Regions from separate parts of the Mus musculus genome. Here regions 1, 2, 3, 4, 6 and 7 are each linked to region 5. A link is a contact called in public Hi-C and promoter capture Hi-C data. All regions are on one chromosome and are shown on one strand. Each heading gives the region's core, a stretch centred on a gene start, on an enhancer-like site or on the middle of the called end of the contact. The rest is flanking DNA. Distances are from core to core; before and after follow the strand shown. Region 1 holds the start of Slain2 (SLAIN motif family, member 2). Region 2 holds the start of Tec (tec protein tyrosine kinase). Region 3 holds the start of Txk (TXK tyrosine kinase). Region 4 holds the start of Exoc1 (exocyst complex component 1). Region 5 holds the start of Fip1l1 (FIP1 like 1 (S. cerevisiae)). Region 6 holds the start of Tmem165 (transmembrane protein 165). Region 7 holds the start of Clock (circadian locomotor output cycles kaput).

Region 1 (3,113 bases), core at 49-2,548, 1.6 Mb after region 5:
ACGGCTCCGAAATTATGTCGTATGCAATTCTTGTTTTCCAATATAAAATTCAGGGTTCCCCGATCCACCACCGACTTCACACAAAGCAGCCCCATCCCTCTCCACTGCCCTCCTCACACAAAGCAAAGCTTTACTCCCCCCACTACCCAAAGGGGAGTGACGTCCACCCGGCCTCCCCACAAACATCCCCATCTCACTCCGGTCCAAAGCACTGCCTGCTAGTAGCTACTCTCTATGTCCCCGCACCTGGTTGTTACCTCTTGAAGCAGACCCCTCCCTACAATCCAAACCGCTCAGACCACCATCCGAAAGCCCGTCTTTCACACAAAGCAGGATCCCTTCCTACGAAGCAGCTTGGTACCCTCTGAGTGCTCTGAGCGTGCGGGCCCACGGGGGACTGTGCCAAGCCACAGATCCCATCTGGGTCCAGTTGGGTCCTGCACCCAGAGGTTCCACGACCCAGAGAACTAGCTACAAACCCGTTTCCAAGGCACGCCTCGAAACCCCCCAACTCCAGCGGACCTGCCCGCCCGCAGCAGAAACAGGCAAAAGCCAGCGTCCCCACCACAAGCCGAGCCCACCCTGCTTTCCCCCAGGGACACCCCTCCGCCCCGCAGGCCCACCGGGCCCAGCGCCCCGCGCTCACCAGCTCTCCTCTTCCTCCTCCCAGCCTGACAAGCGCTCCAGCTCGTCGGGCCGCAGCGGCTCTACCTCGTCCAGCAAGCCTCCCTCGCCGGCCGCCAGCAAGGAGGTGGCGTCCCGCAGGTCCTCGCTGCTGGTCCGTCGCGGGCCGGAGCCCGCCCCGCCGCTGGCCTTGGCGCCCAGGCCCAGCGGGAAGCCCCGAGGGGACGCCGCGCCCGACGAAGGGGTGGACACGCCGACCCGAGCTGGGCTGCCGGGCCCGAGGAGGCCTGCACCCTGCACGGCTCCCGAGCGGCTCCTCAGCTGCTCGTTCTGCTTCTCCAGCTTCTTCACCAGCTCCTGCAGCTTCCGCACCTCCTGGTCCGCGTTCACATTGGAGTTAACGTCCTCCATGCCGGCCGCGCCGCCCGCTCCGACTCCCCAAGCCGCAGGGGAAGCGCGGGGTCGGGGGGAAAGAGAGGCGTTACCGCCACCGCTCACGCTAGCCGAGGCGCCGGCATAGAGCAGGGCCAGGCCCCACCGCCAGGGTCTCCCCGGCTCGGGTTGCGAAGCGCCGCTGGCCCCAGCCGAACCGCCTCATCTGCGCCGGCTCCGCGACTGGGGGAGGCGGCGCCAATATCCGGCCTCGGCAGCCATCTTCCCTCCGTCCCTCCGCCCCCTGCCGGCCAGCCCGGTCGGTGACCTCAGAGCGTCGGGGGAGGACGTGGCCGCCCGCGGGCTGAAAGAACTAAGCGCCCGGCTCGCGGTGGGGCGGGGCTGGAGGCGGGGCCTGAAACGGGACAGGGCCCGGAGGGGCGTGGTCATTGTTTGGGGCGGGGCCCCGGCCGGAAGGGGTGTGGTGGGCGCCGGCAAAGGTGGGCAGGGCCCGGCCGGGCTGGGCTAAGCTATCGCTGGAGTTTTGCCCTGGCCGCCTACCCTCCCCAAAGCTCATCGCGGGCGGGTGTGAGACCCAGAACCGGACTCTGGCTCCGGCTCCGACTCGGGCTCGGGCTCGGGTTCAGCCCCGCCCTAGGCGTCTGTGCGGAGACTCGCGGTCGGACGGCCCCGCCTGGTCGCATGGACCGTTCCCTTGGTTTGTTTGGCAATACTGAGTTGGTTCCTGCTTGAAACCGGAGACTGTCGGAGCTGGCAGCAGCCCCAGAGACCATCTGTGGCTCGTCCGTTCCATCCCCTGAAAATGAGAACCCGAATCCCGAATGGTTCAGAGCTCGGAAGTCAAAATGATAACCGTAATTTGTTGAGTGGTTCCTATAAGCCAGACACTGCGCTAAGCACTTTTAAAGGCATTATTTCATCCGTTTAAAACACGTGGGCAGGGGTTGTTTTGTTTCGTTGGCTTAAGGTTTACAGGTCCAGAGACAAGAGGATGATGGAAAACACTTCTGTACTAATCTTTCAACGGTAGTAATTAATGTGCATTGTATTCCTTGGGTTCTCCCTTCGCCCCCAAAAGACTTTTTAATAGTATGTCTTGACTTTTTGGGTTTTTTGAGGCAAGGTTTCTCTGTGTATTCCTGGCTGTCCTGAGACACGCTCTGTAGACCAGGCTGACCTCGAAAAACTCATCCTCTGCCTTTTTTTCAAAAGCTGGGATTAAAGGCATATGCTCCTTGAATTTTTTTTTTTAACTTGTACATGAAAAGTATTCAAGCAACCCGTTGACAGGCAATAGAGAATGTTGAGGGGTGGTAAATGTAAAATTCTGCCCTCGGTGGCATCTGTTTATAATGCGTACTGGTGGAAGCGACTGCAAACAAAACTTAAACGCTTTTTTTCTGTCATGTTGGCTCACTCTTCCACAGTTGTCAGTTGTGAGCTGCTTGGTTTACTTATACGGTAAGCAGCCAACCGTGCCTGGTCTCTCAAATTTTTGGCTGATGTTTGCAGTTGACTCCAATTGCCTCCTCCACCCTCGAACCAGTCTTATTACACCCGAACCAGTCTTATTACACCCGGGTGTGGACTCACATAAGACTTAACCCTCCTGCCTTTCCATGCTGTATTTTCCCTGCTTCGACTACCCTACCTACCATGTTTGATGCCTCTTTGGAAAAACCCCTGAAGGAGTTACTGTCTTTGTGCTGACATCACCTCAATAGTTGGCTACAGATATTTGTAATTTTTAATTACATTTTTTCCTAGCAAGTCTTTGGCTTGATCTGTACAGCTGATTAAAAGGAATCATTCCATTTTCCTTGCTTATGAGGCTGACAAAGTGCACAGTCAGTGCCTGTTGTGCTGAAATTAAACGGAAGATATGTTTTGATAGCCCAACCCCCAGACAGACACCAAAATTAAATTCTTTGAGGGTGCTACAGTTTGCTGTCAAGTATAACTATGTCCCTAGCTATACAGACCCATTAACAGGATGCCTTTGTAAAACAAAATGCATTATCTGTGTGATGCACATTAAATGTTATGACACTGCCTGACATATCTGATCTCATTGCTGAAGGAATCACCACCAAGAT
Region 2 (3,271 bases), core at 445-2,944, 1.7 Mb after region 5:
CTGGAGTCAGGAATCATTGGTTCAGTTCTGCGTTCTCCTCCCATTCCCGGCCCCTTCCTAATTATATGACTTTAGGCAAGTCCTTTAAATTGCTCTTAGTTCTTTCCCTGTCAAATGGAATCTTGTCAGCTGACTTCTCGGGTCATTAAGATGATCACAGGAGAAATAGCACAGGGAGGCACTGCTTTTAAGTCCTGAGCCGTGTCGGGGAGGAGTCTTACTGCACACGTGACTGCACACGTGATCGCGAGCGTCGTCTTCAGGTTGGCTGCCTGATTCACTGTTCAACCTCAGCTCCACAGAGTCCTCCTTTGAGAAGTCCTCCTTCCTCATCAATCTCTCTTTCATTACCCCAGTTTATTTCAGCCAAGACATTTCTCACCTGTGAAATGGTTTCTTTGCTTACCGGTATATTGGTTTTCTCCCTATGTAAAGGCTCCACTGTGGAGGTCAGAGGCTAAGTGTCTTTCTCAATTGCTCTCTTCCATATTATTTGAGATAAAGTCTTTCATGGAACCCGGAGCTGGCCAGTTGGGCTAGATTGACTGGCCAAGCTATGCTTGGTTCTGCCTCCAGCTCTGGAGTACAGGTGAAAAACAGCTTCCTTCCTTCCTTTCTTTCTCTTCCCTTTTTCTTTCTTTCTTTCTTTCTTTCCTTTTTTTTTTTTTTTAAAAACATGGGCTCTACCTGATCAACCTTCGGCATAGCAAGCATTTTACAAATTAATTTCTCTCTCCATCCCAAAGGCGAACTCAGTCTTTTATTCCCATGGACTATTATGAACATTACAGTCCTATCCTGTGTCTCTCTCCTTCTGAGAGGTCCTCATATCCCTGCCCTGGCTGGCCTGGAAACCACTATGTTTACCAGACTGGCCTTAAATGCTTAGAAATGGGCTTGCCTTTGCCCTCTCAGCTGGAATAAAATATGTGGGCCACCATGCCTGTCTGACAGTACAGGATGGATGAGATCAGATAACAGTGGCTAAGACTCAAGACTACCATCAAAGACAACTTAGACTTGAAAGTAGGGAATCAAACCCAGGGCCTTGTGCATGTTAAGCAAACATTGTACCACTGATCTACAGCCCCAGCCTTTCCAGGACAGCTTCTCAGTTAGCTAGCTAGCTAGGTGACAAACGGCACGTTCTTTCCTGGAGTCTAAGAATTTTACAGTATTTAAAGTGAATAACTTGAAGGTTGTTTTCATTATTAGTGTATCAACAGTAATAATGTAAGTGGGTGACCCTATGCTAGGCTCTGATGCTTCAGGCTTGTCAGTCAAGCCACCCATTCTTCTATCACCCCAGAGCACAGCATCATCCGGTTTCGCCCGCGAGGGGCTAAGCGGAAGTGGAGGTCGGTTCTTAGCCACCCACAAGTGCTATTGCTACCGGCTCTCCGAGCCGGGGACGAAGGAGCATTTTTCTGGACGGTTCTCTTAGGATGGGAAGTCCGGACTTAGAGAGACCCCACGCCGCGTCTGTCTGGATAAGAGACGCTCCCTGGAACTTCGGCCGCAGGACCGCGAGCTCCGATTCTTCCCTTTGGCTTTGAAATCGCGGAAGGAAGGTGGGACACTGGCGCTGTGGGCAGCGGAGGGCAGAGGCGGCGCGGCGAGGGGGCGGGGCCAGGGAGGAGCCGGGCGGTGGGCGTGGCCGATGGGTTTGGTCAGCGCTTGCCGAGCTCCGGGCTCCGCAGTTTGGACGTCGCTCTGTCTTGGCTTGTCTCGGCACGCGCTCCGTCAAGGTAAGAACCAAGGGACTCTCGGCGCTCACGGAGTTGGCCTCCACCTGCGGGAGACTGACCTTAGTGGGATTAGGGAGGATTTTTCTACCCTTCTCACGGAGGTGAGAGCGGACTCTCTGCGTCAGGTCAGAGGCCCGTCCCCCTTGGGCCAGGAAGAAGGGACAGGTGCGCTCCCCTGATGGCCGCGCCTTCCCCGGTGGCTGCAGATCTGAGCCCTTTTGGACTTGGTATCTGAGCCGAGAGGACTCGCGATTGAGTTCCTTTCCCAGTTGAGCGGCAGGGGGCCTTTCTTCTTTCTGCTTGTCCCGCGGTAAAGTTCGAATCCAGGAAGACAGTCCACAGTTGCTTGTGCCCGAGCAGGTGCACGTACTTCTTTAGCTATTTTTCTCTTCTGGAAAGTGGTATCTGGATCTTGATAAACAGGGACTCGAAGAATCAAAGTGGGAAAAACTACGTGGACCTTGTCCCGAGACTGTGCAATTTCCCCTGGATCTGACATTTCTTAACTTTTTCCTGTCGTTGGCGAATATGTTTCTGTGTACCAGGTCCCATTCGGGCTTATCTTTGGAAAGTGGAATATTTGGTTAGAAGAGTTGATCGCAGTGTTAAATTGGGACAACTGGGTGGCTGGCTTGGTTAAGTGGGTTTGGAGCCTATCCAGACAGAATAGTTGCATGCTTTAAGCAGAGGTTTTACATTTTTCCAGTGAGTTCCCATTTTCCTCTAAGGAAACTCTGACAACCTATTCCCGTCTATATAATTCTTTTACAGAGCCGAGGCGCGGTAGGAGGAAGCATCGAGTCTCCTAAGTAAGATTTGGGATTTAATAGCTGAGTGATCGACACTGTAGCTCTGTGGTCTATAGACTCAAAATAAGGAAGAGCTTGATTTTTTTCCGCGAGGCGGGGGTTGGGGGGAGCTGTGGCTAAACTTACACATTAAGTATTTGAAAACATCCATGTCGTCCAGTTACATTTTCATTGTTTAAGACAGACCTATCTTTTCGCCATACACTTATGAATCCGATCACTATTCCTCTCCTTGCCAGCTCAGGGGTGCTTTCTGTAGGGTGCCTATGTAAATCACCCTCGTTCTTCCCACAAGGGTGTGTGCCTTCGGGTTTGTGGAATTGTGTGGGGACAGGTATTGTAAACACATGCAAATCAGTGAAGCGCTCTAGTAGGCGATACCTTTGCCCTACATGGATCTTTGGCCTAGAGTTTCCCTCTCTTTCTAGATTGGAAAGAATCTAGGGTGGGAATGCAAGGTTTAGCATTGCCACACTGTTTTCTTGATTCCCTTACAACAAGGTGGTCTTGTTTACAGACAGGGCTGGGGCTATGTGTAACCTCTCTCCCTACAGCTGATCCTTAAAGGAGGATGGAGATACTGTGGACAATTACTGGCACATTTGTGTTCTTGAAGAATGCCTGGCCTCCCCCTATCCCCCCCCTCGCTCCCCCCCCTCCCCGCCCCGCACCCAGGGCCTCTAACCACACCTCTTCCTACAGGTTCTCCAGGCT
Region 3 (3,044 bases), core at 35-2,534, 1.8 Mb after region 5:
CCTTACTATTATTGCTAAGATAGGCCCCACCTATCTTCTCCTTTTATCTGGATGAGCTGTGAAAGGAACCAGGGTGTGCTCAGGAAAGTTACAAGAAGGTTGAGTTCCTGTGTGAACAATTTGAAATACTCTTTCTTATCACATGTAGGTCTCAGGGGGCAGGATACATGTGTGTATGTGTGCATATGTGCCTGTGTGCATATGGGGGCTAGAGTTGATGCTGTGTGTTTTCTTCGATTGCTTTCCACCTTGTGTAGTGAGGTAGAATCTCTCATTGAACTCAGAGCTGGCTGATTTGGCTGGTCTAGCTAGCCAGTTTGCCCTCAGGATCTCTTGTCTCCATCTCCCAAGCACTTGGTTTACTGGTGGGAGACCGTGCTCTCTTGTCAATTATGTAACTTTTCTGGCTCTGAACTTGGGTCCTTATACTTCAGTGTCAAACACTTTGCTCACTGAGCCATTTCCATAGCCCATACAAATGCTTCCTATGGGAAAACAGAACAAATGAAAGGGAGCGCTCACGCTGTAGACTTGTTCATCCAACCGAGGTGCCAATGGGAACCTGTCAAAGCTGAGGCTAAATCTTTTCTTTTCTCTGTCCCTGTCTTTCTGTCTCTCTGTCTCTGTCTGTCTGTCTGTCTGTCTCTCTGCCTCTCCTGTCTCTGTCTGTATCTCTGTCTGTCTCTCTGTCTCTGTCTTTCTCTCTGTCTGTCAAGGTTTCTCTATGTAACCCTGGCTGTCCTGGAACTCTATGTAGACCAGGCTGGCCTTGAACTCACTCGCCTCTGCCTCCCAGAGTGCTGGGATTAAAGACTTTTGCCACCACACCTAGCTTCAGCCAGTTTTTAAAACAGATCTTTAGATTCTCCCCTAATCCCAAACCAAGTCTTTAGAGTCAGTCCTAAATCAGAGGGCCAAACATCCTAGTTTGGATATTCATGATCCTAGAAGTCGATTTTCCCTGTACCACTATGAGCCCTCCAGTAAGTAAAATTTCTTCTTGTATGGTCCTTTATTCCAGTATCAGCACAGGGAAGACAGTTTAAGTTGACTACTATGAAGGCCCCTTTTACCGAAATTCTGTGATTTCTTCAAAGTGTTTTCTAGACACACCCACAGCGTAGGTATAAGGAAGTGCTAACACTTCAGATCTGGATACAGAGCTCTGAAGTTTCTTATGTAGGCCACTGGGTTGTCATTCACACACTCTTGAGGTTTTCAGAACAGGAAATTAGGTGGGGTAAACTTTGCCTGTGAGAAACGTCACAGGCCAACAACTATGCTTTCAGTTGAAAGATGTGTTACCGTGAGTGGAACAGAGCTGAAGAACCAAGGCTTCTGTGTATGGCCAGCAAGCAGGGTCGCCATGATCCTGTCCTCTTGTGAGTAAGATGGGCTTTACCATTTAATGTCACAGCGTGTTTATGGGTGTGTTGCCTACTGGTGACCCCTAGGAGTGGGTTTTGCTAAAACAAGGAATTTGTGAAATCCTAAAGATGATTTCTTCAGATGTAGTGACAGGATTTTGTGGCTTAGTTAAATGTCCACTGCCTCTTGATAAAATTATATACTTGAGAATTGAGAATACAGATGACAATAGCAAAAAAAAAAAAAGTTGTGTACTTAGCATGTGTGGAAATTCGGTCAGTGTGATGGGATATGTTTGTTTTTTGAATGATAATGAACTCAGAGTTGAGGGTGAAGAGATCAGACTTTTCTGGTTTAGCCTCAGCTTTGACAGGTTCCCATTGGCACCTCGGTTGGATGAACAAGTCTACAGTGTGAGCGCTCCCTTTCTGCCTCCTCCTATAGCCGTCACAAGTAAACAGTGGGCAAAGCTGGCAAGCACATCAACTAATCTGAGAGTTGCTTTGAAAGACTTCAAGACGATTTTTGGAAGCACTCCACAGTTAAGACTCAAGAGAGGCTAATTATGTATAGGGGTTTAGGAAAGGAAAAAAAAAAGACGATCTCTGATTTTAATTCTAGATGCCCTGGGAATCAAACATCAGTAGAACTTAGTCATTCTAGATTAGGCCAGAATTCTGATTTATTTTTAGCTGGCAGTAGGAAAAAACTGACCGAATTTTACATATCTCTTTAAGCCACAGCACGTTATTAGGACCTCCAGACATTGGTAGGATTTATAAAAATAATCAAATGCTATTTTTGTTGTGCCTTCCTGAATATGATTTACAGTTTGATTCACTAAGAACAAAACAAGACAATAACAACAACAACAGCAACAGCAACAAAAAGGTTTCTTGTTATCAGAAATAGGCCAAGCAGCTCAAGACAGAAAAAGATACAAAGAATTGTCACGAGTCCCCACCTCCCCAAGGGCAGAATAATGTTGAGCAGATGCAGAATATGGACTTTTAAAGGCTTTGATTGTTTCTCATGAGATCAGAACCAGGGGAAGGAAGGCCATGTGTTATGACAGGAAAGGCTCAGCTACGTGTAAGGCAAGTAGATGCAGAGGCTGTCTAGGGATGAAGTGGGAGACTACTTATCTATGGGGTCTTAGATTTCCCCGTGGCCTGGGGGGGGAGGAATGGTTTTAATGCAATGTCCCTGTACCATCCAGTGTCTGTCTGTCTGTCTGTCTGTCTGTGTCCTTCTGCCATGAGCCATAGCTAAACCACTCCATTTTCTTCTGCGTGAAATAATGAGTATTCGCCATTGACAAGGCACCACCAAGTGCCCTCCAGGGTGTTTTAAACTTAAGGATGCTTATTTGTATGCGCCAAACACATTGACTGTTCAAGGGGCTGCCATGGTGACCTGGAGTCACAGGCTGCTGGAAGGGAAGAGGAGGTAGTTGTATAGAGTGGGGTTTTGATCATAAAGGAATGATGGTGGCCTCTGAACAGGGTCCAAGACACTCCTCCAGTGAGGTTACATTTGTGAAGTGTTGGAATTGCCAGTGTGTTTGGCAGCTAAGTTACCGTGAGAGCAAACTCAGACATTTACTTAGATGGCAAGATCCCAGTACAGCAGCTAAGGATTAGAAATTTCTCCCTTTCACCTCTTCTTGAATGCTT
Region 4 (3,030 bases), core at 390-2,889, 2.0 Mb before region 5:
TGTGAGCATATCCTGTAACTTCTTCATCTACATATCCTATCCCTCTCCCCCACAACTTGCTGCCAACACAGCCACCAAGACTTACTGCCTTTAAGTAATAGCACCCGTTATCTCTTTCTTTTTTCTTTAGGCTTCTACAAGTTCCCTGAAAAACTAGTAAATAACTTTAAAGCAGTTCTCATTCTACCACACACCTGGTCAACAGCAACCCAGCTTTCTCAAGACATGCCTTGCACTCAGAACACTCTGTTCTTTCTTTGCTTAAGCACTTTCCCATGCAGGGCATACCACTATCTTTTCCTTATTCAAACCTACATTTCTCCATTTGTATTTAGTTGACTCAATGAAAGTCTCAATCCACACGGCTCTTTTCATGTAAATGTATAGAGCCCTTACTGTATTTACGAGGCAAATGCTTGCTATCTAATGGGGACATGAGTGTCATCTCCTAGATCTCCACAGCCATCTCTTGAGTAGTAGGAGGAGGAGGGGTGCTCTATCACAGGTTTGTGTGTTGGGTACTCACTAACAAGCTCTTGGCGTAACCTGCTTGATTGCAATAGTAAAAGCTGGCCAAAAGAACCATTAGCAATGGCCAATATTCACCATAGTACATGGTAAACGGTAAAAACAGCAGAGGGCTGGTCATAACTCATGAAGGAATTAGACATAAGCATTGCTACTATATTGCTATATTATATTGCTAATATAAATATTGCTATTCACTAAGTGCCAGGCAGCACTCTGGGGTATAATGGAGAATCTTTAAGACATGAACGGGTTGACGTAGCATTGTGATAGTCAGTCTTCTTTGGATCTAGAGATGAATTCTCCAGTGTTTATACTGAACTTTACATTATGCCAGTATTATTAATAGTGGCCTTCACAACTATTTCCCAGGTCTAAAAACCACGCCCATATTCTGGGTTCTCTTTAGATCTTCGCCTTCTAAAACCTCAAGGCTGCCCGTTACAGAGGCAGCTAACCTCGGTTCATTGTGTACATACATACTTCCTTCAGCTTAATAGGGCCATCGTTACACTGTGTGTCCATGCTAGTGCCTTAGTGGGTTGGGCCCATGTACTGCAGTGACATCTCAACTCGGAGACATGTCATCCAGAAAAAAAAACTGTTCAGAGGCTGGGCAATGCACTTAGAAGATTTATAAGGACATGTTATATTGATTCGGACCAGCAGAAGCCCAGGTCACGTCTTTCTCTTCCAGGCCACGCTAGTAGGACAAAAATGAAATCTGTCCCGGATGGGCGGAACTGTGGACAGAGACTTGGCTGCCTCCCGGCTCCGCCTTTTCCCAGAGCCCCGGACAGCACCGGCTAAGGAAGGACGCAGCCCGGGTTCTGCAGCCCCGAAGTGGAGCAGGGTGGGTGGGCCGGGTCACTGGGGAGTGGCCGACCCGGCGCGGATGCAACACTGCCTCCACTTAGGCTACCACCTCCAAGACCGCAGGTCCCCGGCCGGAAGCTTACCGCGAGGCCAGCCGGCCGGCCGAGGTTGGTGCTCCAAGACGGACTCAGGAAGGGCGCCGGCAGCAATAGCAGCTTTGAAGCACTTTTCATTGAACAGGGAAAAGCAGCGGCCAGAACCCGCCACTTCCCGTATCCGGTCACGTGTCTCTCTGCACCGGAAGTTGACCCTGTGGAGCCGGAAATGGAGACAGTAGAGGAAAAACAGATTGGCCAATGGACTTGGAGGAGGCGGAACAGCGCTTTGATGGATGGGGCAGAGGCGGACTGTGGGCGTGGAAAAGACAGGGGCGGGGCTTGCAAGCACATAGGCCAGTGATTCTCAACCTGCGGGTCAAACGACCCCTTCCTTCATAGTGGTCATATAGCAGATATCCAATATATCAGATATTTGCATTACAATTGATAACAGTAGCAAAATTACAGTTTTAAAGTAGAAATTAAATAATTTAATAGTTGGGACCCACTGCAACATGAGGAAAGGTATTAAAAGGTTGCAGCATTAGGAATGTTGAGAACTGTTAGCATAGGCTGATTTGAGGAGTTGATAATGGTGATGTTTCCTTTTTGTAGACGTACCCATTCTAATATTTGTAGCAACTCATTTGAGAGCGCATTAAATGTTCTCTCCTGTGCATATGTAAAACCCTGCTAACTAGATTCTTGGAAGAACTTTAGTGAGTTAAGTCAGATTCTCTGGGATAGATGTCACTAGTACCCTTAAGTTCTGGACACTTAATTCCCATAAACAGCTTTGGTCATTTACCCACTTCATACTCTACCCTGACTGCACAGACCTTCTTCTTGGGTGTTTTTTTAGAAACTTCACCCATGCCACCTCACATCAGATACTGAAATAGAATCTTTGTTTTAAAGGTGATGCTTGCTTGTTTCAGTGTGAGAAACATAAATGATGCCGAGAGTTCGAGCTATAAGACAAGTGATTCATTTAGGCCGCATCCCTGGCAGGGATTGAGTGCTGCAAATTTTGATTTCCAGGTTAAAAAATAAAAATTAAAAAAAGCCATTCAATTTTTTTATACTGAAGGAGTTCGCAATGAGGTAGGACTAGAAAAGGTGATTGCGAAGTTAGGATAACATACTCTACCAGGATGGTTTTCTTTCTTCTTTTTTTCTTTGCTGTTTTTTTTCCATTTATTTATTTACTTTGCATGTGGATCTTAGCCTACCCCTCCTTCCAATTCTCACCCTCCTTCCCAGCCTCTCCCTCATTCTCTGCTTCCCTTCTCTTCTGAGAAGGGGTGGGGTGGAGACCTTCTTGGATACCAACCCACCCTGTGACATCAAGTCACTGCAGGACTAGGCACATAGGATGAATTTTTTGTTGTTGTTGTTGTTTTGTTTTTCGAGACAGGGTTTCTCTGTGTAGCCCTGGCTGTCCTGGAGCTCACTTTGTAGACCAAGCTGGCCTCGAACTCAGAAATCCACCTGCCTCTTCCTCCCAAGTGCTGGGATTAAAGGTGTGCACCACCACCGCTCGGCATGAATTTCTTAAGAATATGACAGATGAGCTGTGCACAGTATT
Region 5 (3,297 bases), core at 249-2,748:
CACCAACCTGGCATTTTCTTCTTCTGGCCTTTCAACTTCATTCTCATCTACCAAATAAAATAAAATAAAATAAAGTAAATAAAGAAACCAAGCTTAAGCAACAAGTAGTATAGAAATCTGAAGGGAAGATCACAAGCACTAACCTAGATCCTTTGCCAAGTCACTGTGCACATGCACGTCCCACGGGCCTACAAGCATAGCCAAAGTTAGATCACTTCATAAGCAAGACACATCTCTTATGGAAAGAAATACAAGGGGATTTACACATCATGCTAAGAGAAACCCCACACATTTCACATTTTAAGGGTAGTACCGATGCTGTCTTTCCACTAAAGAAATAATCAATTTTACAAGTTTATCGGAGTTTCATTACTAAAAGGCTGCTTAAGACGCTAACGTTCACTTTTATATAATCTATGAAATTTATGTCAAGAATGTATGCTCTAGGAAAGAACAAAATACTTTCAAATCTGGTATAACAGCCAAGGGGGATTACGACTTAAAGTTAAAACTCAGACATCAGACATGTCCCCTACAAAAACAAAGTACATGACGCATTAAATTTGGGGACACAAACACAAAACACCGAATACAAGCCTATGGGAAGAGTCACGAGATACAACTATGACGTGGACTATACAGGGCTCTTTAAAAAGCAAAAAACAAAAAATAAAAACAAAAACAAAACACTTCACCTTAATACAGGCCACAATTCAGGGTTTTCTTTATGGACCACAGTGTATTTCATCTGTTTCTTTTAATTAATACTTTTAAAGCACGACTTTCAGACAAGGAGGTACCCTTGCAGGTGCATCCCATACAAACTGACCATCAAGAAACAAGACGTTAGTTTCATTGCACTGACTTTATTTAGCTGCTATTACAGAATGACGGTTTCTGAAAGAAAGGGACGAGGAGGGGCACCCCATAGCCACTGAGCAAGAGAGACACCAAAGCGGCTCAGAATCGATAAAGAGCATGAATAGAGAGCGCAGAAGCGAGGAGGCCCGGGCGGTGCGGAGGAGGGCGACGCAGGGCTGCCCGGCCTCCTTGGCCCGCGTCCACCGCGCGGTGAGTGCCTGCGGGTCCGGGCGAAGGCCGGGAGCAGGCCGCACTCGGCCTAACCAAGGCCGGTTAGGGCCAATACGAGAGGCCTCGGACGCCTGGGCCTGAAACGCTGGGAGGAAGGCCAGAGAGAACCGGGGAGACAGACAGGAAGTTCCGTACCGCCATACAGCCACTCTTCCTCCTCATCCCCTCCGGTCCCGCCGCTCAGCTCCACCAGGCGCTCCACCTCGCCGGCCGACATGGCCGCCCCACGCACAAGTTAAAGGCGGCGGCCAACAGCTCTCTCAACCCCTTTTTCCAGCCTCGCCGTCCCAGGGCGCGAGAATGGGAGGGAAGCCGCCGGTAAGCGAACGAAGAGCGCGAGACTCAAATCTGGGGCCAACCTCGGTGGAGGCGGCGACCCTGAAGAGTCAGCGACCGATCCGTCTGCGCATGCGCCGCAGGCACCCAAGCGGCGCGGCGTCTCTAGGTGGTTACGCTTCCGCGGCGGCGGGCACCTGGGCCTCTCATTGCGCAAGCGCCGCGCGATTGGCTCCTCCCCCTCCCCGCCCCACCCCAAGGATTCTAGCTTAGCTTCTCAAGAGTGGCTTTCTCTGGGGCTTCTGGTCTTCTTTGAAGTTCCCTTCCCCCAACCTTCCTCCCACTCCCCAGTTCCCTTTGCTACACCATTGTTCTTTTCTGTCCCTGTTGCCTTTCTCCCTCCACTAGTCTATTTTAAAATCCTGAAGGCCAGCATCCCGCACGGGTTTGACTGAACCACAATTGTCAATTCGTCGAAATTTTAACAACCAACAAAAGAAAAATTTAATATATAAAGGATGCGTTCTCTTTGTTTAAAAAATTATTAGTATTGGGCATAGTGGCACTTGGTAGGCAGAGACAAGTCACCCTGGTCTACATAGTGAGTTCCAGGATAGCCTGGGCTATACAGGGAGACTCTGTGGCCGGAAAGTTTTATTTAAGTTACTTAAACTGGTCATCTGAGTGGAGGGAACCTTGGTTGTGAAAATACCTCCATAAGATCGGGCTGTAGACAAACCTGCAGGGCATTTTCTTAATTAGTGATTGATGAGGAGGGTCGAGCGTTAGACTTTATCTGTATCACTTGATTCCTCGTTACCTGAGTAGATCACGAGGGTTTTAATTCTTCTTAGTTTTGAACTCTTGTTTGCTATGCCCTGTTCCCCTGTAGGAAATTCTTAAATTGTTTCAACTTCTGTGTACAATTTCCTCGTAAAAATCTTCCCTGAATTCAACAAATATGTATGAAAGTCTACCCAAGTACTAGGAACTCTTCAAGACTATATAGATTGGCGGTTAAAAAAAAAATCCTTTCTTTCATGAAGCCTTTATTCTAATGGAAGATGATAGACACATCATGTTGATAAGGATTTAAAAATAATAGTAGCTGTAAAAAGACCCACGGCCAAGTGATTAAAAGGGAGGTATAATCTAATATCACGTGGTAATTAATTAATTAATTAAAATAAGTAGATCCCTTAATGGAGAAGGGCTGTAAGCTCTGTGGGTTTCTGCATGGGGGCTACTTGACAAGGAGATTAGGAACATGCAAAAGGCCCAGAGACAGAGAAGTTCCAGGCACCCAACTGCATTTGGAGTAGAGTGAAAGGCAAATGTAGATAAACTGAGTATGCAGATGGGGTGAGCAGGGTTGGGGTGAGGGGAGTAGAGCAGAGCTAAACTCTCTTTTAGACCACAAGTCTTATTGACTACATAGCCACTTTCCCCAGAATCTTCACTAGGCCAAATCTGCCTTCGTCTTGTTTAACTTTCACTTCCATCTGTTGTATGGTGCACCATATCCTTTTGGCCTTTGATACTATCTGCTTGAGAGTACCGTGGGCAGTTACCACCACCACACCGTGGTTAGCTCCATTCTCACTGTTAAGTGCATCTAAAGTAAAATTGGGTGGTTTCATGAGAGAGTTGATTGTCTTTTGCAGAGTGAATTGCTTTTCTTTCCAGTCTGGAAAAGAGTTTGTCTTTCAAATCATTGTCTAGACAAAGAGTTTAGACATCAACAACGAGTTGATTAATGAATGGTGGTGAATGCGGTAGGAGGCCTGCGTGGTGGAGGTAGCACTTGAGCTAAGCTTTGAAAATGATTTCTACAAAGCAGAGAAGCTCATAAAGCTCTAATGACCATCCTTCAAAGCCTCTTCCTTCCTTCTTTCCTCCTAAACTGAATCCTTGTATGGATATGCTTCC
Region 6 (3,019 bases), core at 26-2,525, 1.6 Mb before region 5:
ACTAAGAGACTAAAAAAACTCCAGAATGTAGGAGTCAAAATTGGAAATAGAGAGTCCAACTCAGAGGAAAGTAACATAGAAAGGAGAAATTCTACGAACATAGATTAAAAGGTTAATTTCTATCTATCTGGTAATGGTTAAAGAAACTTATGAGGCTCTAGTTTACCTATAAATGGAGTTTTGGAATCCCTCACTATAGAGCGCTCTACCTTTGGGCACAAGTCTCTGCATTCAAGGGCAACTTCCTTCATGCCAAAACACGTTTTTTTGTTTTTTTTTTTTTTTTAAGGGAGGGTGGCAACGCATAATCTCTAGACACTGTATCTGGCAAGAACCACAGGGTGTGCCGAGCTGAATTCGGGTGAGCATCTCTGGTTGGGTTGCTTCAACAATGGCTGATACTTCCAACAATGTGATGCTACTTCGAGAGAGACAAGTCTCCCAGCGGCTCTGTACTAAAAACTTTCTACTTGGGATGATGATTTCCAGTCTTTTCAGTATGGCCCATGTGATCAGCAGAAGGCAGAATCCAGAGCAAGCCTGTCGGTACCAGGGATCTAGAGGACCTCTGGGGAGCCCCGGTTGGGGCCCTCACTTTCCCTTCCCCCAAGCAGCCAGGCCAGGCCAGGCCGCGCCTAAGAAAGCCGTCTTGTCACCCTCCTCCCAGCGAGCGGAGCAGGGGCCGGCTCCCCTCCCCCAGCCTCTTCGGAAAGAGGGCGGCGCCGCCAGCGCGGGAGCCTGGTACCCGACTGCGGGCTCCGCGGCCTCAGCCCGCCCCATCCCCACCAGCCCGGGCTCTCACCTCGGCCCGGGCCGGCTCGAGGCCCTGCACCGCCGCGGGCTGCGGCTGCAGCTGCTGGGCGGGCGCCGGCGGCTCCTGGTTCCGATGGCTCAGGTCTTCCTCCGGGCCGGCGCGGACCCCGGCCGGGGCCCAGAGCAACTGAAGCAGCAAGAGCACGAGCAGCCTTCGCGTCGGCGCCCGGCCGCTCCCCCGGGCCGCGGCCGCCATCCCGCCCGCCCAGCCGGCACCGCGCTGCGGCAGGAAGAAGTGCAGGCGAAGGGAAGCGTCGAGCCCGGCGTGCCGGCAGGCGCCTCCGTCAGGCCTGGCTGCCGCTCAGGGGGCAGCCCTGCAGCACGCGGGACGCGGGGACCGGACCGGGACGGACCGGCGGCGGGAGCTCCGGAGCAGCTGGGCAGCAGAAGCCACACACTCCTCCAACTGCCTCCGCGGCCCAACTCCTCCGGCCCGCCCCCTGGCCAACACGACCTCCCATTGGCCCGACGTCAGCCCGGCGTCGTGACGTTTCCGGCAGGTTGAGGTGCGGCTCGCTCACTGGTCCTATTGGACCCGGCGCGCCGGGCCAGGTAGCTGGAGCTGCTTGATGGACTCTCCCTGCGTCCTCTCGGGTCCCACCAGAGACCCCCTTATTGGCCCTGGAGAGGTCAGGCTGCCAGGCTCCTACCAGTACTTCCTCAAGAGCCTTAGGTCTTTAAGGCCTAAGCCGCCGCCACCTCCACTTCTATTAAATGTCAAGTGAGTCCCAGCCCCGCTACCTACGTGGCAGGAACTGCCACACCTTTAAGTTACGATCCACCCACCCTCACCACGTCCCTGGACCGCCTACACAGAATGTTCTTTGGGGGTCCATATGCTGGGGTTTTTTGAAGGTTCTGAAGTAAGATTCGGAAGTAAAAGATGAGAACGTCCAAGCTTGATTTTAAAACATTGTTGAATAGCCGCAGACCAAAAGTCATCACTGCCCTGGCTCAGGATGCCTTATCCTGAAATAGGATATCCTGAAAAGGTTTGGAGTTGAGTGGTTAGGGTTTCTGTGGGATGGAGGCCTTGAGTAGGCAAAAGTAGAAGACAGGAAAGAATGGTTAGTTAGGCGTTAGACTAGGGCTGGATTTTTTTTTTTTTTTCTAAAGAAAAGCTGAGATACCGTACGCGCGCGCGCACACACACACACACACACACACACACACACCACAAATTGCTAACCATGTGCCAGGCACTAATCTAAATCCTACTCCTGTTTCACAAGCCATTCTTGCAACCTCTCCTTAGCCTACTCAGCATTGCTCCTTACAGAACCCTTCAAGCTATAGCTTATTTATGCTCCCAGTATTGTGAGATAACCAAGATGCTTCCTACACATAGTTTGGGGTGCAGTTGTTGTACCTCCAAGTTCATTCCTGGAGTGTAAATGTCCTGAGCCCTCAGAATACAACATGACAGGGATCAGAAGTCTAGACTCCTTCAGCCACCTCCTTTTTCTGCAAAGATTTGCCTTGCTCAAAAGGGCCTGCAGAGGAGATAGGAGTGTCAAGTGGAGAGAATAAAAGAAGCAGCCCAGTAGATGGAGGCAGAAGAGTTAGGTGTCACGGATCCTTGAGTTCTGCTAGGGACCAGGTTTATTATTTTTTTTCCTGGCGTTCTCTAGTCTATGATCATCTCAGAGAAAGGCCTCCTGGCTAAATTCTAGTTACCCCACATAAAGCAAAGAAAAAGCAAATGGCTCAAGGGCTACAGCTGCAGGAGACTGAGATGCTGATTGCAATGTTCCAGTGGCTCTGGAGCAAGACAGGAAATCTGTTCAACAGAAGATGTTAGGCAATGGGGCTCTAAAGCTCTGTCCCCAGAAGGGAGCTGGCATGGCAGTGTTACAGGAGCAGAGTCTGAAGAGAGTGTGGTTTTCGCAGCGCCTCCATGTTGCCCACCTCCCTGGCCTCACTGGGGCTCTGCCAAGTGAACTCCAGGCATCAGATTCCAAAGTGAGTAACTCTTTGTGTTCCACACAGGGCTCCATCTCCTGAGGCTGTGCTTGGCTCCAAATCAAAGCTAGAGCTAGCTTTAACTTAGACCTCGAGGACTCGGAACCTTTATCCTTCTAGTCTTGAATAGTGACAAGCTCTCTTTGAAAAAGAAAAAAATCAAACAAAACCAAAAGGAAAAAAAATAGGTTAAATTTCTTTTTAATTGTGTGTTTTGAAGTGCCCAGGAGTGACTTTAGACCTT
Region 7 (3,078 bases), core at 395-2,894, 1.8 Mb before region 5:
GGAGTCACAGGTGACTAAGAGGACAATGAAACCATTAAAGGGGGCAAAGGTCATTTTGATATATATATATATATATATATGTATATATATTATATATGTATATAGTGTGTATACACACACTAGAGGAACTATAATAGAAAAAGAGAATGAATAAAGCCAAAACATTTGACCCAGGGAAAGCATTCAAATTCATTTGGCTGCAACCTATTTACCAGCCTCAGTACCCTTACCTCCTGCCCCTTTTTTACTACCAGTGATCAAGACACTAACTTGTAGATGGCAGAAAAGCTCTTATTGGTTTTAAGCAATAAAACAAACACATTCACGAGTTTATTGATTACTTTAACTGAACTTTCCAAAGGAATCTAGCCCACATCGATTTCAGCGCTCATGCATCTAGGCTATATCACCATGTTTTAATCTGTTTTCTGGTTTTTCCCTTCGTGGTGCCTGCTCTTTCATTAGTCACACAAGAAAAGATTATTTTCTTTCAGTATCAGGTTCACTGGGAAACAATCTTCTTGGCAGTAATTGCCAGCCTGAGACAGAGAACCCAAGGTTTCCTCCTCCACAGTGTCCTGCCTGGACCACAAGGACAGAGTGGAGAATGGGTGGGTTCAAAGGACGTGAACCTAAGCGAGCAGCAGATGGATTAGGACAGCAGAAACTGTGCCTTTCGATGGCGAAACGGTACAAAGACTGCCAAGGAAAGATTCTCCTGGCAGGGTTCTGGCTACGTAGCCAGGAATTTGAGGATTCTCCTCCTAGTTCACATTGCTGGGGGGGGGGGGGGGGGATCGCAGCTAATTCCTAGTTTTGAAGTTGGTTTTTTTTTTTTTTCTTTCCTGAATATACACCAAGAACTTAATTCTTATTGAGACAAACATTACCTTGTAGACAGGATTTTTGGAGCTAAAGAGTATAGGTTTATTTATTGCCTTCTGTTTGCTGTACGAGTTGATTTTTAAAAGAAATTGCTATGAATTAGCTTCTTTCCCAGTAATTCGGGTGCAGTAGCTAAGAAACCAGTGTAAACTAGGGTCCTGGTTCATCCGTAGCGCCATGCTCATCTTTTGCAGTGCCTCCTGCCTTTTCATAAAAGGAGCAAACACATCCCGACCTTTTGCTTCCCTGGCTACAGCCGAGGTCACTTGGGTCGTCCAGGTCCATCTCGGGGAGCAGCCAGCCTAGCGTGTCTCTAGGAGCCGGGAAACCGAGTCCCAGGCATCCCACGAACCTCCAGGAGAGGAAACCGAGCACTGGGCTGGAGAAGTCTAACTTGGCGTAGGCCAAGCTCTCTGCTTTCCCGGGGACAGAGGCACCATTCCAGGCGGCGGCTCCCACTGGTTGGGAGCGCCGCATCCCGGGGAACCGCGAGCCGCCCAGGGCGCTGCGGGCGGCCGCACCCTCCGCTAGGCCCCGCCTCCCGGCCTGCGAAGGGAAGGGGGCCTCGGGGCATCCCGGCTTCCCTCGGCGGCCGTGGAACGAGCTCACGCCGGCCTGCAAGAGTGGGATTTCCTCGGGTGCCCGGGATCCCCAGGCGCGGCTTCGGGGCTGCCTAACGGGGAAAGTCGCATGCGCGCCCGGCGCGCTGAGGGAAGGCGGCCGCGAGGGGAGGGGCGAGTGCAGAGCCTGGCCGGCCGCGGAGCCCCGCGCCCACGACGCATGCGCCGGGAGGCAGCGCAATCACGGACTCGGCTGGCGGCTACCGGCTGGAGAGAGGAAACCCCGGACGGCGAGAGCGCGAAGGAAATCTGGCCGCCGCCGCGCACGCGCTCCCGGTGAGTGCGCCCCACCGGGTGGGCCTCGGCCCGGCGCGCGGCGGGCGGCTGGCCTGGGTGGCGCATGCGTGCTCCCGGGTTCCGTGGAGGAGGGGAAGGCCGGGAGGGGGAGGAGCGCGGCGGTAGCGGTGAATTTTGAGGGGTGGGTCGGGGGCGCGCACTCGCCGCCCCTGGTGCTGCCGGCTCCCGGAGCCGTGGCGTGTCCCGGCTGTCGCCGCTCGGCTGTCGCGAGCCGCCGCGGGCAGAGTCCCGGGCGGGGGAGGGAGGAAGCCGGAGCCTCAGGCACGGTGAGGACGCGGGAGGGCGCGGGGGGCAGTGTGTGGGACCGGGGCAGGGAACAGGGCGCGGGGCGCCAAGGGGGTGCGGGCCAGGCCGGGAGGCAGGAGCTGCGGCCGGGGTCCGGGGACGCGGAGAGCGCGGAGCTCTGGAGAGTCGCGCTCAGCCGGGCCTGCGCCAAGTGTCCCGGGGCCGCTGGGGGTTACCTGCAGGGCAGGGGGGCGCGGTGGGTCCCGCGGGCCCCGGGGGTTCCGGGGCCGCGTCGCGCTTGAGACTGGGCGCGGGGTTAGCGCGGGGCAGGCCGAGTCGGCCGCCGAGAGCGCTCGCGCCCGGGACCCGCTAGGCCTTGTGACCCACTTTATTCCTGTCACCACTCGGGCACGTTTGGAGCGGCGCCCAATGGGGCGCTGGGGCGGCCAGCTCCTCCGCGGAGCCCCCGCCCTCGCGGCGGCCGGCGCGCGCCGGGATCCGCAGTCCGAGCGGCGGCCGCCGCCGCCCAGGGCTGGTTCCGTTAATGGTCCTGGTTCCGGGGCTCGGGCCGCGGGCTGCTCTGGGCCCCGGGTGTCCGACTCGAGTCGCGTGCGCCGCGCCGGGCCGCGCTCTGCCTGTGGGGCTGGCCGTCCTGGATGTGGTCCTGGCTGTCCCGGTACCGGGAGTAGCGCCACGAAGTTTGTATCTTTGTGGGGTGTTTTCTGCCGCTGTGGAAGTCCGAGGTAGTCAGCAGAATCCTGAAAGATGAAGGAAGAGCTTTGGCCTCTGACCTGACAGATGACAGATCAGGCCGTGGTGTTTTGATATTGCAATGCCGAACCACACACTGCATGAAGCCTTTCTAGATGCTTTAAAAACAACAGACTCTGGTGTTTTCTATTGCAGTGAAAGAAAAGCACAAGAAGAAACTTTTACAGGCGTTGTTGATTGGACTAGGGCAACGATTCCCAAAATCACCAGCAAGGTAATTTCCCTTGATTGCATTGTTGTAGTTTTAAAAGCGACTAGAGAAAATTACAGACCATCCCCA

Evidence for each region. Promoter capture Hi-C pulls out the DNA fragments that hold promoters and counts their contacts. Hi-C and Micro-C count contacts between places; a contact is called where the count stands out from the background. Capture Hi-C pulls out chosen DNA fragments and counts their contacts.
Region 1: a promoter capture Hi-C map of pre-B cells shows a contact between it and region 5, with 2.4 times the contacts expected there. The contact joins the promoter of Slain2 here to the promoter of Fip1l1 in region 5. A contact is called at or near these places in 2 of 39 promoter capture datasets (liver and pre-B cells) and 1 of 115 datasets of contacts at active chromatin or transcription factors (double positive thymocytes).
Region 2: a contact with region 5 is called in a promoter capture Hi-C map of adipose tissue, with 3 times the contacts expected there. The contact joins the promoter of Tec here to the promoter of Fip1l1 in region 5. A contact is called at or near these places in 1 of 39 promoter capture datasets (pre-B cells) and 1 of 9 other capture datasets (adipose tissue).
Region 3: a Hi-C map of CD8 T cells shows a contact between it and region 5, with 6 times the contacts expected there. The contact joins the promoter of Txk here to the promoter of Fip1l1 in region 5. A contact is called at or near these places in 1 of 39 promoter capture datasets (pre-B cells) and 2 of 484 Hi-C or Micro-C datasets (CD4 T cells and CD8 T cells).
Region 4: a promoter capture Hi-C map of pre-B cells shows a contact between it and region 5, with 5 times the contacts expected there. The contact joins the promoter of Exoc1 here to the promoter of Fip1l1 in region 5. A contact is called at or near these places in 4 of 39 promoter capture datasets (the C10 cell line, liver and pre-B cells), 1 of 484 Hi-C or Micro-C datasets (B cells), 5 of 115 datasets of contacts at active chromatin or transcription factors (astrocytes, large pre-B cells, microglia and 2 more) and 2 of 9 other capture datasets (adipose tissue and liver).
Region 6: a contact with region 5 is called in a promoter capture Hi-C map of pre-B cells, with 3 times the contacts expected there. The contact joins the promoter of Tmem165 here to the promoter of Fip1l1 in region 5. A contact is called at or near these places in 4 of 39 promoter capture datasets (the C10 cell line, hippocampal neurons, liver and 1 more), 1 of 484 Hi-C or Micro-C datasets (B cells), 3 of 115 datasets of contacts at active chromatin or transcription factors (astrocytes, epiblast stem cells and regulatory T cell precursor) and 2 of 9 other capture datasets (adipose tissue and liver).
Region 7: a contact with region 5 is called in a promoter capture Hi-C map of liver, with 3 times the contacts expected there. The contact joins the promoter of Clock here to the promoter of Fip1l1 in region 5. A contact is called at or near these places in 3 of 39 promoter capture datasets (hippocampal neurons and liver), 1 of 484 Hi-C or Micro-C datasets (CD4 T cells), 2 of 115 datasets of contacts at active chromatin or transcription factors (astrocytes and thymic regulatory T cells) and 2 of 9 other capture datasets (adipose tissue and liver).

What each region holds. Positions count from the first base shown.
Region 1 is chr5:72,912,547-72,915,659 of GRCm38.p6, reverse strand. It overlaps Slain2 (SLAIN motif family, member 2), which reads right to left and starts at 1,298. Exons shown (of 8, transcript NM_001113423.2): 1 at 647-1,298. The coding sequence starts at 1,035.
Region 2 is chr5:72,866,871-72,870,141 of GRCm38.p6, reverse strand. Tec (tec protein tyrosine kinase) reads left to right here and starts at 1,694. Exons shown (of 19, transcript NM_001113460.2): 1 at 1,694-1,748.
Region 3 is chr5:72,751,017-72,754,060 of GRCm38.p6, reverse strand. Txk (TXK tyrosine kinase) reads left to right here and starts at 1,284. Exons shown (of 15, transcript NM_001122754.2): 1 at 1,284-1,382. The coding sequence starts at 1,367.
Region 4 is chr5:76,527,920-76,530,949 of GRCm38.p6, reverse strand. Exoc1 (exocyst complex component 1) reads right to left here and starts at 1,639. Exons shown (of 19, transcript NM_001289770.1): 1 at 1,488-1,639.
Region 5 is chr5:74,533,692-74,536,988 of GRCm38.p6, reverse strand. Fip1l1 (FIP1 like 1 (S. cerevisiae)) reads right to left here and starts at 1,498. Exons shown (of 18, transcript NM_001159573.2): 1 at 1,228-1,498; 2 at 144-188; 3 at 8-47. The coding sequence starts at 1,309.
Region 6 is chr5:76,182,136-76,185,154 of GRCm38.p6, reverse strand. Tmem165 (transmembrane protein 165) reads right to left here and starts at 1,275. Exons shown (of 6, transcript NM_011626.2): 1 at 803-1,275. The coding sequence starts at 1,009.
Region 7 is chr5:76,303,358-76,306,435 of GRCm38.p6, reverse strand. Clock (circadian locomotor output cycles kaput) reads left to right here and starts at 1,644. Exons shown (of 23, transcript NM_001289826.1): 1 at 1,644-1,781; 2 at 2,934-3,012. It overlaps Gm7467 (predicted gene 7467), which reads right to left and starts at 1,560. Exons shown (of 1, transcript NR_152171.1): 1 at 909-1,560.